Linked DNA regions of Mus musculus: regions 2 and 3 are each linked to region 1. Evidence: chromatin contacts called from public HiChIP or PLAC-seq data. All regions are on one chromosome and are shown on one strand. Each heading gives the region's core, a stretch centred on a gene start, on an enhancer-like site or on the middle of the called end of the contact. The rest is flanking DNA. Distances are from core to core; before and after follow the strand shown. Region 1 holds the start of Poglut1 (protein O-glucosyltransferase 1). Region 2 holds the start of Hspbap1 (Hspb associated protein 1). Region 3 holds the start of Wdr5b (WD repeat domain 5B).

The links. HiChIP or PLAC-seq counts read pairs in DNA pulled down with a chosen protein or histone mark.
Region 2: a contact with region 1 is called in an H3K27ac HiChIP or PLAC-seq map of bone marrow-derived dendritic cells, with 5 times the contacts expected there. The contact joins the promoter of Hspbap1 here to the promoter of Poglut1 in region 1. A contact is called at or near these places in 1 of 39 promoter capture datasets (cranial neural crest) and 1 of 115 datasets of contacts at active chromatin or transcription factors (bone marrow-derived dendritic cells).
Region 3: a contact with region 1 is called in an H3K27ac HiChIP or PLAC-seq map of bone marrow-derived dendritic cells, with 6 times the contacts expected there. The contact joins the promoter of Wdr5b here to the promoter of Poglut1 in region 1. A contact is called at or near these places in 1 of 39 promoter capture datasets (pre-B cells), 1 of 115 datasets of contacts at active chromatin or transcription factors (bone marrow-derived dendritic cells) and 1 of 9 other capture datasets (adipose tissue).

What each region holds. Positions count from the first base shown.
Region 1 is chr16:38,547,607-38,552,279 of GRCm38.p6, forward strand. It overlaps Poglut1 (protein O-glucosyltransferase 1), which reads right to left and starts at 2,650. Exons shown (of 11, transcript NM_172380.4): 1 at 2,477-2,650; 2 at 1,737-1,827; 3 at 832-975. The coding sequence starts at 2,561.
Region 2 is chr16:35,767,677-35,772,349 of GRCm38.p6, forward strand. Hspbap1 (Hspb associated protein 1) reads left to right here and starts at 2,710. Exons shown (of 8, transcript NM_175111.3): 1 at 2,710-2,863. The coding sequence starts at 2,800. Slc49a4 (solute carrier family 49 member 4) reads right to left here and starts at 1,694. Exons shown (of 9, transcript NM_153550.4): 1 at 1,223-1,694. The coding sequence starts at 1,565.
Region 3 is chr16:36,039,004-36,043,676 of GRCm38.p6, forward strand. Wdr5b (WD repeat domain 5B) reads left to right here and starts at 2,187. Exons shown (of 1, transcript NM_027113.2): 1 at 2,187-3,971. The coding sequence starts at 2,510. The coding sequence ends at 3,496.

The DNA.
Region 1 (4,673 bases), core at 1,400-3,899:
TACAGAGCTGACGACTGCTCTCCCAGAGGTTGTGAGTTCAAATCCCAGCCACTCCTGTGATTTGGGGGCTGGTGAGATGGCTCAGCGGGTAAGAGCACTGACTGCTCTTCCGAAGGTCCTGCGGTCAATCCCAGCACCACATAGTGACTCCCAACCATTTATAACCAGATCTGATGCCCTCTTCTGGTGCATCTAAAGACAGCTACAGTGTACTTATGTATAATAATAAATAAATCTTTGGGCTGGAGCAAGCAGTGACTGAGAGATTGGGGTTGACTGGGGTTGACCGAGGTTGACCGGAGCGAGCAGAGGTCCTAAATTCAATTCCCAACAACCACATGAAGGCTCACAACCATCTGTACAGCTACAGTGTACTTATATACATAAAGTAAATAAATAAATCTTTTTTTTTTAAAGCATGCTCACTCCAGCAATGGCCATATTAGTTGAATTTTGCAGGGGTGTTGTAAGGAGTAATTTAAATATTCTGCTAGAGGACTAAATGAAGAAATCTGTACAATGAGTAATTACTATGAGGCCATGAAAGCAGGCCTGGCCCACAACGGACACTCCTAAATCCCTCTGCTTCACTTCCCCCTGAGCCCACATCCCCCTGCCAGGTTTCATCAGCCTGTTCCCCACAGCTTGTGGCAACAGGCAAAGAAGAGAAGGGACAGAGCCTAAGCCATCATAGCTAATGATGTACACTAGGCTTACAGAAAATGGCTGGCATACCAAAAAGAAAAAAAACAAATTCCTGTAGCTGGTTCCTAGGAGTGTGATCAAGTCAGCCTCCGTGTACTAACAGTGTTAGAGGACCCCAGAGGATACCTGGAGGGAAACATGCAGTCATCTTCCCTGAATAACCGGTTCTTAATGATCTGGTAGTGGGTTCCTAGCTTCCGCCTGACCACCTCAGCCATCATCTTCCTGGAGATCCCACCTCGGAAAGGAGTCAGGTCCTCTTCTATGACGCTGTGCAAGAACAATGGAAAACATCGAGCCAAAGCAGGCCACGAGGTTGAGGACGCCATCCCATCTATCCCCAAGAGTTTTGTTTAGAGGATACACTAAGCAGGGGGGAGAGCAGGGGATAGGAACGAGCCACTCTTCCACAAGAGCACCATGGATAACTGAGAAATATCAAACTTGGGAGCATAGGCTGCAGTCACCAGGGAGCAAATCACATCCCTTCTCAACTTCAGCACAGAGTGAGTTTCAGTATCATCAGCATCTTTGAGGGATCAAATAAAAAATGAAGAGCTAGGACTGCTATTTAGCTGATGGACTATCAGAGGGGTTACGTGGCTTGCCCTGAGGGGTAGTCGGCCTGCTTTCAATGTACTGAACTAACCCTGCCCAAACGTGCATACCTTAAAGATAAAAACCAAGAGGAAATACTGATTAGATGATAAACATGCTCGTTCCTTTTCATGTGCAGTTGCAGACAACTAGCACCAGAGAGAATAATAACAAGACATGAACTCTGGACCTAAGAAGCTTTCAAGAGAAATAGAAGAAATAGAAAGCACATGTTGCTAAAATACCATAGGGAACAGAGGCAATGTGGAGAACACCGAGCCTCTCCCATCCCAGAGCATTTCCATACATTACGAGAGCCATCTAAGGTCTCAAGACATGCTTAGATCACTAATAACTGCCATCAAGATCTCTCAAGGGACTTAGCGAAGGTCCCTACAAGAATCCAGCTCTCAGAGACACACCAAGGAACTCACCCGTGATAGCAGCTGCAGTTTTGACTTGAACATGGTTCATAATTCTCCAAAGCCCTGTTAATTTGGTCAAGAAATACTTTCCATTTTGAGCCTTCAAAAAGTGAAGGAAATGAGAGTTAACAGAATAAATGCCCTTGGCATTCGTATTTGCCAAGCACCAGGCAGAAGCAACAGAAGACCAACACTTGGAGAAATCCCCTTCCTTTCCCAGTAGTGGAAATGCCAAGAACGATTCTTTGTGTAACTTGTCGGGGCTTGAGTCAAGTCTGTTCCTCTACCTGCGCCATCAGGTATCTAAGAAATTGGAAAAGTCACAAGCTATTAATGTTTGGCCTTCAGTAGGTTATGGAGACACCGGACTTCGACATGGATTCTCACCTAATCAAACTGAACCCCATCGAGACAATCAACGCAAACTCAAATCCTCCCTCATCTGTTTTGTCCTAATAGCTAGCAAGTGCCTCCCACCCTCCTCTGGGGAAGCACGGAACAGCGTTCTGCTGTAAACAGGGAACATCCCTCTCTTCCTACCATCCCCAATTCTGGAGGATGGGGGTTACTCTCTGGGATCCAGGACCAGAAGAAGAGGCCCACCAAACACCTAGGCTCGCCCCCGCCCGCTGTCCAGCTCGCGTTGCAGCCGCACAGCATCCTCCGCGCGCCGGGGGCCACAGCGAGCACCCAGGGACCCGAGCGGACCCCGAGCCGCGGCGGTAAGCTCGGCCCCGCCCGGAGCCCACCTGAGTCCTTCTGGCGGCCCTGCACCGGGCACAGGAGCAGTAACAGCATCCATGCCCTAAGCCGAGAGCCCGCCCGACGCTCCATCACCCGCAGACCACTGCGGATTCCCACCCGCACGCCGGCGGAAGCGCCGCCCAGCAGAAGGATGGCGGCGGACGCCACGGCACGTGGGAGCTGCCCTACACAAAGATGGCTGCCGAGCCCGCCCCTAGGCCTCCGGGAGCCTGGCATGGGAAATAAGGCAGCAGGAAGCCCATTCGGGTGGCACATTTAATAATGGTCAGTTCTGTGACAAACCGAAGGTTGGAGGTAGTTTGTTTTGTGCTTCAGCTATACACAGAGCTTAGGTTAAATCATTCCTTGGCTAGGTCACTCCAGAACACCAAACTACTTATTTATTGATCGTATTGAACGGATGTCCCCAAAAGGTTGCACAGGTCCATTTATAATAGGAATTTCTAGCAATATAACACAAATAGGCCGTGTTAAACAAGCCCTTGTTTTGTACTGAGGTTTGTGATAGGCTGCAAAAGACCATACCAAACCAGATTATCAATAAACAAATTGGATGCCAGGCAGTGGTGGCGCATGCCTTTAATCCCAGCACTTGGGAGGCAGAGGCAGGCGGAAATCTGAGTTCGAGACCAGCCTGGTCTACAGAGTGAGTTCCAGGACAGCCAAGGCTATACAGAGAAACCCTGTCTCAAAAAAACAAACAAACAAAAAGCAAATTGGACGTTTTTTAAAGCTATGTATCATTATCATTAAATTCTTTTATTCTTGGACTGGAGAGATGGCTCAGCGGTTAAGATCACTGACTGCTCTTCCAAAGGTGTTGAGTTCAAATCCCTGCAACCACGTGGTGGCTTACAACCTGGTGCGTCTGAAGACAGCTGTAGTGTACTTAGATATAATAATAAGTAAAACTTTTTAAAACATTCTTTTATCCTTGAGATAGAGTGTTATAGTATAGCTCAGACTGGTCTCCAACCCATAATCCTCTTGCCTCAGCTTCTAAAGTTTGTAGGTACCAGAGCTTGCCAAACACTAACTGAACTTCAGAACTTCGAACGTGCAAACAACAAACCAGGAGCCTCACAGCAACTGATCCAAAAATAGACCAGAAAGGACTGGAGAGATGGCTTAGTATTTTAGAGCACACACTGATCTTGCAGAGGACTTGAGTTGATTTTTTTAAAATTATTATTGGATATTTTCTTTATTTACATTTCAAATGTTTTCCCCTGGGTCTTCCCTCACCTCCGGAAACCCCCTATCCTATTCCCCCTTCCCAGGGCCTCTATGACAGTGCTCCCCAACCTACCCACCCACTCACCCACTCCTGTCCTCTGCCCTGGCATTCCCCTACCCTGGGGCATCGAAAACCCTCAGGCCCAAGGGTCTCTCCTCCCACTGATGCCAACAAGGGACATATTCGGCCAGAACCAATATGTCCCTCCATGTGTACTCTTTGGTTGGTCATCCAGTCCCCAGGAGCTCCAGTGGAGGAAGGGTGTCTGGCCAGTTGACACTATTGCTCCCTCTACAGGGCTGCAAAACCCCTCAGCTCCTTCAGTCCCTTCTCCAACTCCTCCATCAGGGACCTCAAGCTCAGTCCAATGGTTGGCTTCGAGCATCCTCCTCTGTATTTGTCAGGCTCTGTCAGAGCCTCTCAGGAGACAGCCATATCAGGCTTCCATCAGCAAGCACTTCCCCGCATCCACAATATCGTCTAGGTTTGGTGACTGTATATGGGATGGATCCCCAGATGGGGTTGAGTTGAAAGTTTTAATACCAATGTCTCACAGCTCACAACCGCCCTTAACTCCAGTTTCCTAGCCTCTGGGGATCTAGCCTCTGGCCTCAGTGAGCACCTGCCCTCAAGTGTACATACCTACACACAGACACACTGTTTAAAAATAATAAAAATAATTTTTAAAGATATATTTTATGTGAGTACACTGTTGCTGTCTTCAGACACACCAGAAGAGGACATTAGATCCCATTACAGATGATTGTGAGCCACCATGTGGTTGCTGGGAATTGAACTCAGAACCTCTGGAAGATCAGCCAGTGCTCTTAACCACTGAGCCATCTCCCTAGCCCCAAACAAATCTTTTTTTTCCCCCCCTTGGTTTTTTAGGACAGGGTTTCTCTGTGTAGCCCTGGCTGTCCTGGAACTCACTCTGTAGACCA
Region 2 (4,673 bases), core at 1,460-3,959, 2.8 Mb before region 1:
GAGGACTGTGTTGCACCAGATGATCACAGCTCCATATCAACCTATGTTCCACTCTTACTTTGCAGGTAATGTTTGTGTTCACCCAGATTCCTATGTTGAAATCCTACTCCCAGCTAAGTGACTGAACTAAGAGGTGGCCGACTGGGGATGAAACAAATTTTTGAGGGCAAGGGCTGGACAGATAGGGTTACTGCCCTCATAAGAGAGACCCCAGAGAGATCCCTGGCCACTTCCCTTATGACATTACAAAGAAATGAGCATTGTATGAACGATGCTCACCAGATAAGCATTCTGCTTGGCCCTTCATCTTGGACTTCCCGGTTTCCAGAGGGGTTATAAATAAATGTCCTTCATTTTATAAGCTTATGGCTGTTTGTCAATGGGCCAGTAGACTAAGGCAATGTCCCAAAACTACCCAAAGAATCTATTGTATCAAAACTCGTAAAAGACTGAACAGAAACAAAGCAGTTTCCGACCAGTATCCGACCTCATAACCTAAGAAGTCTAAATCGTGCACAGCAGCCTCCTGGGGGTTTTATTTATCCTCTGGAGGGATAATTCAACATCTTGACTCTTTCCACTCTGGCCTTTTCCTCATCTCACAGAATCACACTGGCAATTGGCAAAGTGAGAAGCCTGGAGTCCCTAACTGAAAGAGAGCCTTCCTGCATCTGCGATCTTTATCTGAGAGTAATAAATCGCAACTGAGAAGTCACCCAGGCGGAAGCTCTCGGTTTACCTGGGGTTCTACCTTCCAGAAACCCAAGCGTCAGACCCGAGTTTCCCAACAGTCATCCAGGGCTGGAGTCACCACGCCAGCTCATTACCCTCTTACATCTGGTCATCACCAGTCTCTTCTGATCTTTCGCTCTCAGCACCCCAAATCTCTTTGAAATTTAAGCATGAGTCACTTTTGTCAGGTGTCAAAGACATTCATAGCAAGTGCACTGGATGGCTCTGATGTCCACAGTATACAAAGCCTTCTACATCTGATGATTGTGGCATAAAGGGCGTAACACAAAACATCAATACTTGGAAAGCATCCTCCGTATTTGTCGCTTTGGGGACAGAGGGTTCCCGAGTAAGGAATGGGATGCCAGCTACACTGGGTCACCTCACACAACCCCTAGACCAAGCCCAGGGAGACACAGGCAGGCCCGGATCCTGGCAGGCGCCAACTCCCAGAGAAGGGACACGCCCGCAGGCGTCCCGGACCCCTTACCTCTCTTGTCCAGCAGCCACATGAACGCGAAGCAGGGCAGGAAGCCTATGGGCCCCCAGAGGACCAGGAGCGCGATGTCCCATCCGGAGAAGCCATAGGCCTGGCGCGCCGAGTTCTGGATGGGGCCCCAGGTGTTCCAGACCAGGCCCTGGGCGAACGCGAGGAGCGAGAAGAGCAGCAGCACCAGCCAGCGGCGCCCGTACACCCTCCCGGGGTTCGGGCCCGCCGCAGGCAGCACGGCCGTCGCCTCCCGGCCCCTGCGCGCAGCCCCCGGCGCAGGCCCGAGCCCCGGCCCCAGCAGCGGCTGCCGCTCCTCCTCCTCGCTGCTCCAACCCGAGCCCATGGCGACGCCGCCCGCCGGCCCTGCCCGACGCGTCCCGGTGGCCGCAGACCAGCCGGGAGCTGACTGGGCGGGTGGAGCGGGAGCCGGAGCCGGAGCTGCTCTAGTCCTCGGCCTCCCGGGCGCGTCTGCTGCGCCTGCGCCGCCCGAGCCCGAGGGGAGGAGGCGAGGCGGGGTCCACCCTGCTCGCTGGGAACCCAGGAATGCCCCGGGGAGAAGCCCGGGACCCTACGAGTGGAAAGGGTAGAAGATCGCGGCCGGCTGGGAGACTGGAGCGAAGTAGGCTGAGTCAGTCACTCGCGGGTTGCTTGGAGGAAGTGCCCAAGTTTACATCACGTGCCTAATAAACAACTCGCTGACCTCGGGTCACTTATCCCAATGCTTGGGTCTATATTAGGCTTACTTTTGTTTTTATTGGGTTTCTAACTGCAGAAATTATAGACGGCAGGATACTGAAGTTTAGGAAGGTCTCAGGGTATTGTTTCATGAAGACCATTTGGTTTTGTATGTGTCTTACGCATCCAGTGAGATTATAAACTAGCCAATTTTCCTTCATACATATAAAGAGTTTTTTCTACCCATTTTGTTTGTCATGCAAACGGGTAAATAATATGGATTGTGTTAAAGTTGGAAGACAGTGACCTAGATCTCTCTCTTGGTATGTTAGCCAGACTAAATAAACGGCAAAAGCTGGAGATTGTGCATCTCTTGACCACATAGACATAGACATTCATTTGTTCAAATGCACAAATCCAGAACTCTGACAGCTGCCTGTGTCCTTGAAAACTAGTCATTTGCTGACATATCTGGCTCAGCAAATGAGTCACAGGGAACGCCTTCAAGGGGTTCGTATTCCCAGGCAGTCACGAAAACCAGCTGGAATGGCACTGATGCCAAGGGAACCAACAAGGTGGAAGAGTAGGCACGCCAGCCCCGGGGTCTCCTAAATCGCGAGTCCGACTGAGAGAAAGCCAAGGCGAAGATGGAGGATCCGACTAGAGAAGGAAGAGAAACAGCAGACGCTAAGGGTGGAAGAAAGGAGCCACAGCCCAGCCCACGTGCTCGCCGCCTTTCAGCTTCCAAAGAGCAAAACAAACCGGCGTGGCCACGCCCAGCGCCGTCACGTGACCGCGGCGGCGCCGGTTCCGGCAGAGGCGGAGGATCCTTCCTGTGTGGAAGCCGCAGATCCCGGTGAGCCCTCTCACCTGGCGCTCTCTCCATCCTCGGCGCGATAACCATGGCAGCAGGCTGCGAGGGCATCGCGCCCCCGACCCTGGGCGAGAGAACTGTGGGGGAGGAAGGTAGGTGCGAGCCAGGGACGCCGAAGTGCCTCCGAGCGGTGCGGATGGGCGCGGCTCCATCCCAAGTCTCGCCCGCGGCGTGTTAGGCCTGGGAGAAAGTGACTTTTTAGAGCATGTGGCTTCTTAACGTCGTGCGGATCAGTTTTCTGATCTATCGGGACAAGTACCACTGTGGAGTAAGAAGTTCCTCTGAGGACTCCAGGATCGCTGGCCTCTGAGGGAATTTTGTGGCAATTCTCTTGTCTCTGTTGGGATTCCAGGTGTATGCGACCATAACTTTTTATGGAGGTCTCTGGGGAGTTCGCCAGACTTGTGCACCAGGGGTTTTTACTTGACAGTCCATCTCTCCTGTCCCAAATCATTCTCTCATTTTTTAAAAAACCAATTTATCTTCCTGATAATGTGTCCTGTATCCTATTTTATGCCTCTCTTATCCACCATTCAACAGCAAAAGTGACACGTAAGATTCTTTAATAATTTGTATTGGACTTAGAACCTCCACTAAAATCCAAGCTCCAAAAACCGTGACCTACACAAAAATTTAATTTGGGGTCTGTTGTGTTTTATAAAAATAAGGAGAATATGTTTGGTGGATGTGTAGTCAGGTGTTGGGGAAGGGGGTGCCTCCGCTCCGCGGGCCCATGCTGAGGCATCCCTTCCCCTTGAGGGACCAGCCACACAAAGGTATAGTAGAGAATAGAGTTTCTTCAGGGTATGGGAGCGGAGTTGAGCGAGTAAAGGCAGAGAGAGAAGAGGAGTAGAGGCCGGCCATGAGCACGTGGAGGGGGGAGGGGAATGGAGAAAGGTTAAGGAGCAAGGGCAAGAGAGCAAGAGAAAGAGGAGGGGCAATCAGCCCCTTTTACCATGAGTCAGACACCTGGCTGTTGCCAGGTAACTGTGGGGCGGAGCCTGGAGAAAATGCCCACTGGGTCTGTTGAGGTCTCTAAGCATCTCTTCTGTTTGTACATTCTTAAACATTTTTAATTAGCCATAAAATGTGGGTTTCGTACGTTCTTGACTGGTCGATTCCCTTTCCATCATACTTGTACCCATCTTGCAGGTTCCAAATATCTCTAACCCTTGCATATTCTACTAGATGTTAAGCGCTTTGTGGAAATAACCTGTGGTGGTTTGAATAAAAACGGCCCCATAGGCTCATCTACTTAAATGTTTGGTCCCCAGTTGGTGGAAATCTGGGAAGGATTAGAAAATGGCCTTGCTGGAGGTGTGTCACTAGGGGTAGTAGGCTTTGAGGTTTCAAAAGCCCGTGCCATTCTCAGCGCTCTCCACTGCCTGCTTGTGGACCAAAATGTAAGTTTTCAGCTATTGCTACAACTTCATGCTTGCCTGACTATTGCTATGCTCCCTGCCATGATGGATCATGGATGCTAACTGTCTTAGAGTTATCATTTCTATGAAGAGACACCACGACCAAGGTAACTGTAATAAAAGGAAACATTTATTTGGGGCTGGCTTACAGTTTCAAAGGTTTAGACCATTATCATCATGGTAGGAAGTATGGCAGCCTTTAGGCAGGCATGGTGCTGGAGGAGCTGAAAGTTCTACAGCTTGATCCCGAAGAGAGTCAGGAGGAGACTCTCTTCCACACTGGGCAGAACTTTGAACCCTAGAAGATTTCAAAGCCCGCCTACACAGTGACATACTTCCTTCAACAAGGCCGTATCAGGTAAACTCTTGCTTCATAAGTTGCCTTGGTAATGGCATCCTTACAAAACTAAGACCGAAGTTGGTACTAGGGGAAGGGTATTTCTGTGACAGACCTGACCACACTAGTTTTGGGGGAATGTAG
Region 3 (4,673 bases), core at 937-3,436, 2.5 Mb before region 1:
GTGAGGTTTACTGGCCCAGTATTTTTGTGAAAAGAACTTTAAATCAAAACAGCTTCAGTTTCTGTGAACTCTTGTTTCATATCCAATACAAAAATTGTGGACTCTATAGATTTACTACAAAGCTTGAATGATTTTTTGTCTACTATTCACCTCCGTATGGGTGTGTGTGTGTGTGTGTGTTTGTGTGTGTGTGTGTGACAGTATTTTTAGGTGAGGTTCTCATGAAGCCCAGGCTAGCTTTAACTCCTTTGTAGCTGTTAAGTTTGAACTGGCCCCCCATGCTTCCAATGCGGAGTGGTGAAATTATAGGTAGGCACCACCACACGCAACTCTTGAGTGCTGCTGAGAGCCGAATTTGCAGCTTTGAGAATTTTAGGCAAATATTCTGCTTTTTGATCCATAATTCCAACTTGACCCACATTTGAAAATTACAGAGTATACATGCTCGTTTGTGATTGCAGTGTTTGCAGAGTGTTTACACATCTCTACCCATATTCCCTTAGCCCAAGCAAGTCAGTGAAGTCCAGAACAGGGACTGTAATAAGGAACACTGGCTTTCAACAATTTGAACTATGTAGGTAAGGAGAAATAAAACACAAAAGACCAGTGTTGAGGACAAAATAGTGCAGGGCTCGGGGGGAGTGGTGTGGGCAGCAAGCTATAAGCATGTGGTTTTACAAGGATAGCACGATATGTGTGTGTGTGTGTGTGCGTGCGCGCGCGCGCGCGGGAGCGCAGCTTTTTAAAGCTACTCAGTTACAGGCGGTGCTCAGTCCTTCCTGTTTAGTCTGAATAGGTTTTCCAGATTGGGTAGAGGCTTGGGAACTGGATTTCTACTCCCAAAAGCTGCTTTGAGGAAACCAGTTAAAACAGTCCAGATAGGAGTAATCTTCGAAGACCATATAAGTCTGGCACATGTTTCTTTTTTTTTTTTTAAATGGTTTTTTAAAGGAGAAACAGATTTTTGATTTTTTTTTTTTTCAGTGAACAAAGCAAAACCTAGAGGTCCCCTTACGCGAAGGGTAGCTTGTTGTAAAAGGAAGAAATGCGGGCTGGTGAGATGGCTCAGTGGTTGAGAGCACCCGGAGTTCAAATCCCAGCAACCATATGGTGGCTCACAACCATCTGTAAGAAGATCTGATGCCCTCTTCTGTAGTGTCTGAAGACAGCTACAGTGTACTTACATATTATAAATAAATCTTTTTTTTTTTTTTTTTTAAAGGAAGACATGCTACTGCTTAGGAGCTCAGGATCCTGCTCTGCTTGCTGCCATTTAGGATTACTATTTCCTGGTGAACACTGTCACCAAATCTCCTTCCTGAGAGCTAAGCAGATCCTAGTAATTTGTTAGGACAGTTTGTTAATATTAGACCATGAGTAACGACAAACAGTTTTACTTACAGCCTTTTCTTTTTGGGAGTCCCCAATGCTATTTATACACAAGGTATCCTACACATCAAAAAGTGCGTTTTACCCTTCAAAGTTCAAGTCATGTCTTAATCCTACCAACGTACCAAGTCTGCGCATCTTTTGTCCCTCGTGCTTGTGTGTGTAGTGAACTAAAGGTCCATCACCATCCTGGTTTAGCTCCTAGGTTGTACCCATTATATCCTTTTGGTTTTCTAGTCATTAGAAAAATATATATTTACTTGAAATAAAGCCTAAAATTTGTTATTCAATGTGCTTTAGGTGAGTTAATAAAAATGGAAAGTTTTTGAATTGATGATATAATCTCTATATCAGAAGTCACCGTAGTCCAGGCTTCAGATGTAGTTCAGTGGTTAAGATCATTGGCAGTTCTCCAGAGGACCTTCCAGCACCTACAGGCAGCTCACAACCATCTGTAACTCCATTTCCAGGATGATGGGACTCCTGACCCTGAGGGTAGGTATTGCATTCGCAAAGTACACACACAGGCAGCTATTATTATTATAATCTTGGCAGCTAAACTCAGTCGGGGTGGGTGTGGACAGAGGTACCCTCAATATGCACAGCCTTCATGAAGTGCCTGCTGCGCCCTTTCCTGCACCCAGCTCTCTCAGGGAAAAAAACCGGGTTCAGTGTCAACTTCCTGTCCTGGAGAACCGGAAGAAAATGCATGTCTCCTTCGGCGCGTGCGCAGCCTGGCAGGATGCGTACCTAGCGTCGTCCTGGGCTCTACTTGAGCCTCTCATAAATCCTGTTTTGTGTGACGTCATCTGTTGCTTGAGGTTCCCAGACATTTTGGAGCTGCGGAGGGCGTGGAAGAGGAAAGGTGCAGCCCCGAACCCCCGCGGATCGGCCTAGTCCTTTGACAGCATCTGACACGAGTACGGATCCCAGGATCACTGTGATCCGTGATGCTATAGAAGAAAGCAAGACGGGGAGTGGTTCAAACTTCGTTGCTGACTGGGAACGGACCTTATAGAGGAGCCCATGTTACAATCAAAACCATCCGCCTTCCAACCGCAAGTTTTAACTTCTGTAAGTTTCAGGGCGGGAAGCCCGCGCAAATTATAGAGCCGGATCTATGGCGACCGAGCATCTGCCAGCAGAGAGAGCACAGTCACTTCTCTCTGCCCCCCGGCGCGAGGAAGAGCCGCAGAAACCCAACTATGCTCTCAGACTTACTCTTGCGGGGCACTCGGCGGCCATATCATCAGTTAAATTTAGTCCTAATGGCGAATGGCTAGCGAGTTCTGCAGCTGATGCACTAATTATAATTTGGGGAGCATACGATGGGAATTGTAAGAAAACACTCTATGGTCACAGTCTGGAAATATCAGATGTTGCCTGGTCTTCAGATTCTAGTCGTCTAGTTTCAGCCTCAGATGATAAGACTCTAAAGGTATGGGATATGAGATCTGGAAAATGTCTGAAAACACTGAAGGGGCACAGCGATTTCGTCTTCTGTTGTGACTTCAACCCACCATCCAACCTCATCGTTTCGGGCTCTTTTGATGAGAGTGTGAAAATATGGGAAGTAAAAACAGGAAAATGCCTCAAGACTTTGTCTGCACATTCGGACCCCATTTCTGCCGTAAATTTTAATTGTAATGGGTCCTTGATAGTGTCCGGGAGCTATGATGGGCTTTGTAGAATTTGGGATGCTGCGTCAGGCCAGTGTTTAAGGACACTTGCTGATGAAGGCAACCCTCCAGTGTCTTTTGTAAAATTTTCTCCAAATGGTAAATACATTCTCACTGCAACTTTGGACAATACTCTTAAACTGTGGGATTACAGCAGGGGCAGATGCCTGAAGACATACACTGGTCATAAGAATGAGAAATACTGCCTATTTGCCAGTTTCTCGGTTACTGGTAGAAAGTGGGTTGTGTCTGGTTCAGAGGACAACATGGTTTACATCTGGAATCTTCAGACTAAAGAGATTGTACAGAGGTTGCAAGGTCACACAGATGTGGTGATCTCAGCAGCCTGTCACCCTACAAAAAACATCATCGCATCAGCAGCACTAGAAAATGACAAGACAATTAAAGTGTGGTCGAGTGACTGCTGAAGTCTCTGGCAGGCGATGAGGAAAGCCAAGTTAGACACAAAATCCAAAGGATGGTCTCTCTGGATTCTGGCAAAGCTTAAACTGTCCTTGAGTCTGAATCATCTTACTTTGCAAAGTGAGACCCTTGTAAAAACAGGTCTAGGACTTAGGGCTTGTGAATCCTAGTCTTGAGGCCTGCTAGGAATCTCCTGTGCTCACCCCTGGACAGAGCCTCATTCTTTCACTGGCTTTCCCAGGGGGGTAAGGTTTTTGGAATATCTGGAAAGGTGACACAACAGGATGACCCAGGGGAGGAGGGACGTGTAGCCTCTGGTTTGGGAGGTCATTAAGGGCAGTGACATTAGGGAGGCAATGAGAGGATTGGAGACATTTTACATGTCACTTGTATATTTTTGTTATTCAATATGATTGGGCATCAAATTGCCAAATTAATCTGTCAAGTTGGGGACAATAAATCATGGTCCGGTTTGTTCTATGAATGATAAACTATCCAACACATACAACACACACAGTGCTTTTTGATGATAAATATGAAAGTGACAAAAATCAAAGCATTTGATACCTAAAATGAAGCAAAGGCAGAAAGTACATATAGCTAGACAGCATATGGACCATTAGATTTCTGAAGCCATAGGCAGCGTTCCATCATATGTGCGTCTCCGTAAGTTCCCAGACAGTGGCACGTGGTACCTTTAAAGTTACAGCTGTTAACTGAGAGCTCTCGTGTCTGATGGCTAGAATGTCGTGTCATGTTAGCTCTCGGGAGGCGTGTGAGAGTCAGTGAAGTGTTAACAGCAGAAACTACCCGCATACCAGACACCTTGCTAGCCTAAGGACAAGCTAATGGAGATGTACTGATCTAAGTGGTTACTTTCCAACACTTAGAAGTACAGGCATGGCGTTTTCCTAAGTACAAAATGTAATACCCTGAGGGTAGGAAAGGGACTGATTGGGAGCCAAGCCATGAACTAGGAGGTAGCAGTTGTCCCCCAGAAAGTCCAGGATGAATAACTCAAAACTCATGGCCAGACTACTCTCATGCCAGGGCATTCTCAAAGGCTCTTCAAAATGCCTCTGCCTACTGCCATGCCAGACCATTCAGTGCATGGGGAGCCAGCCTTCACAAAGACACCCTGGCTTCTTATCCTGTCAGGCATGGTATACATAAGAGAGACCT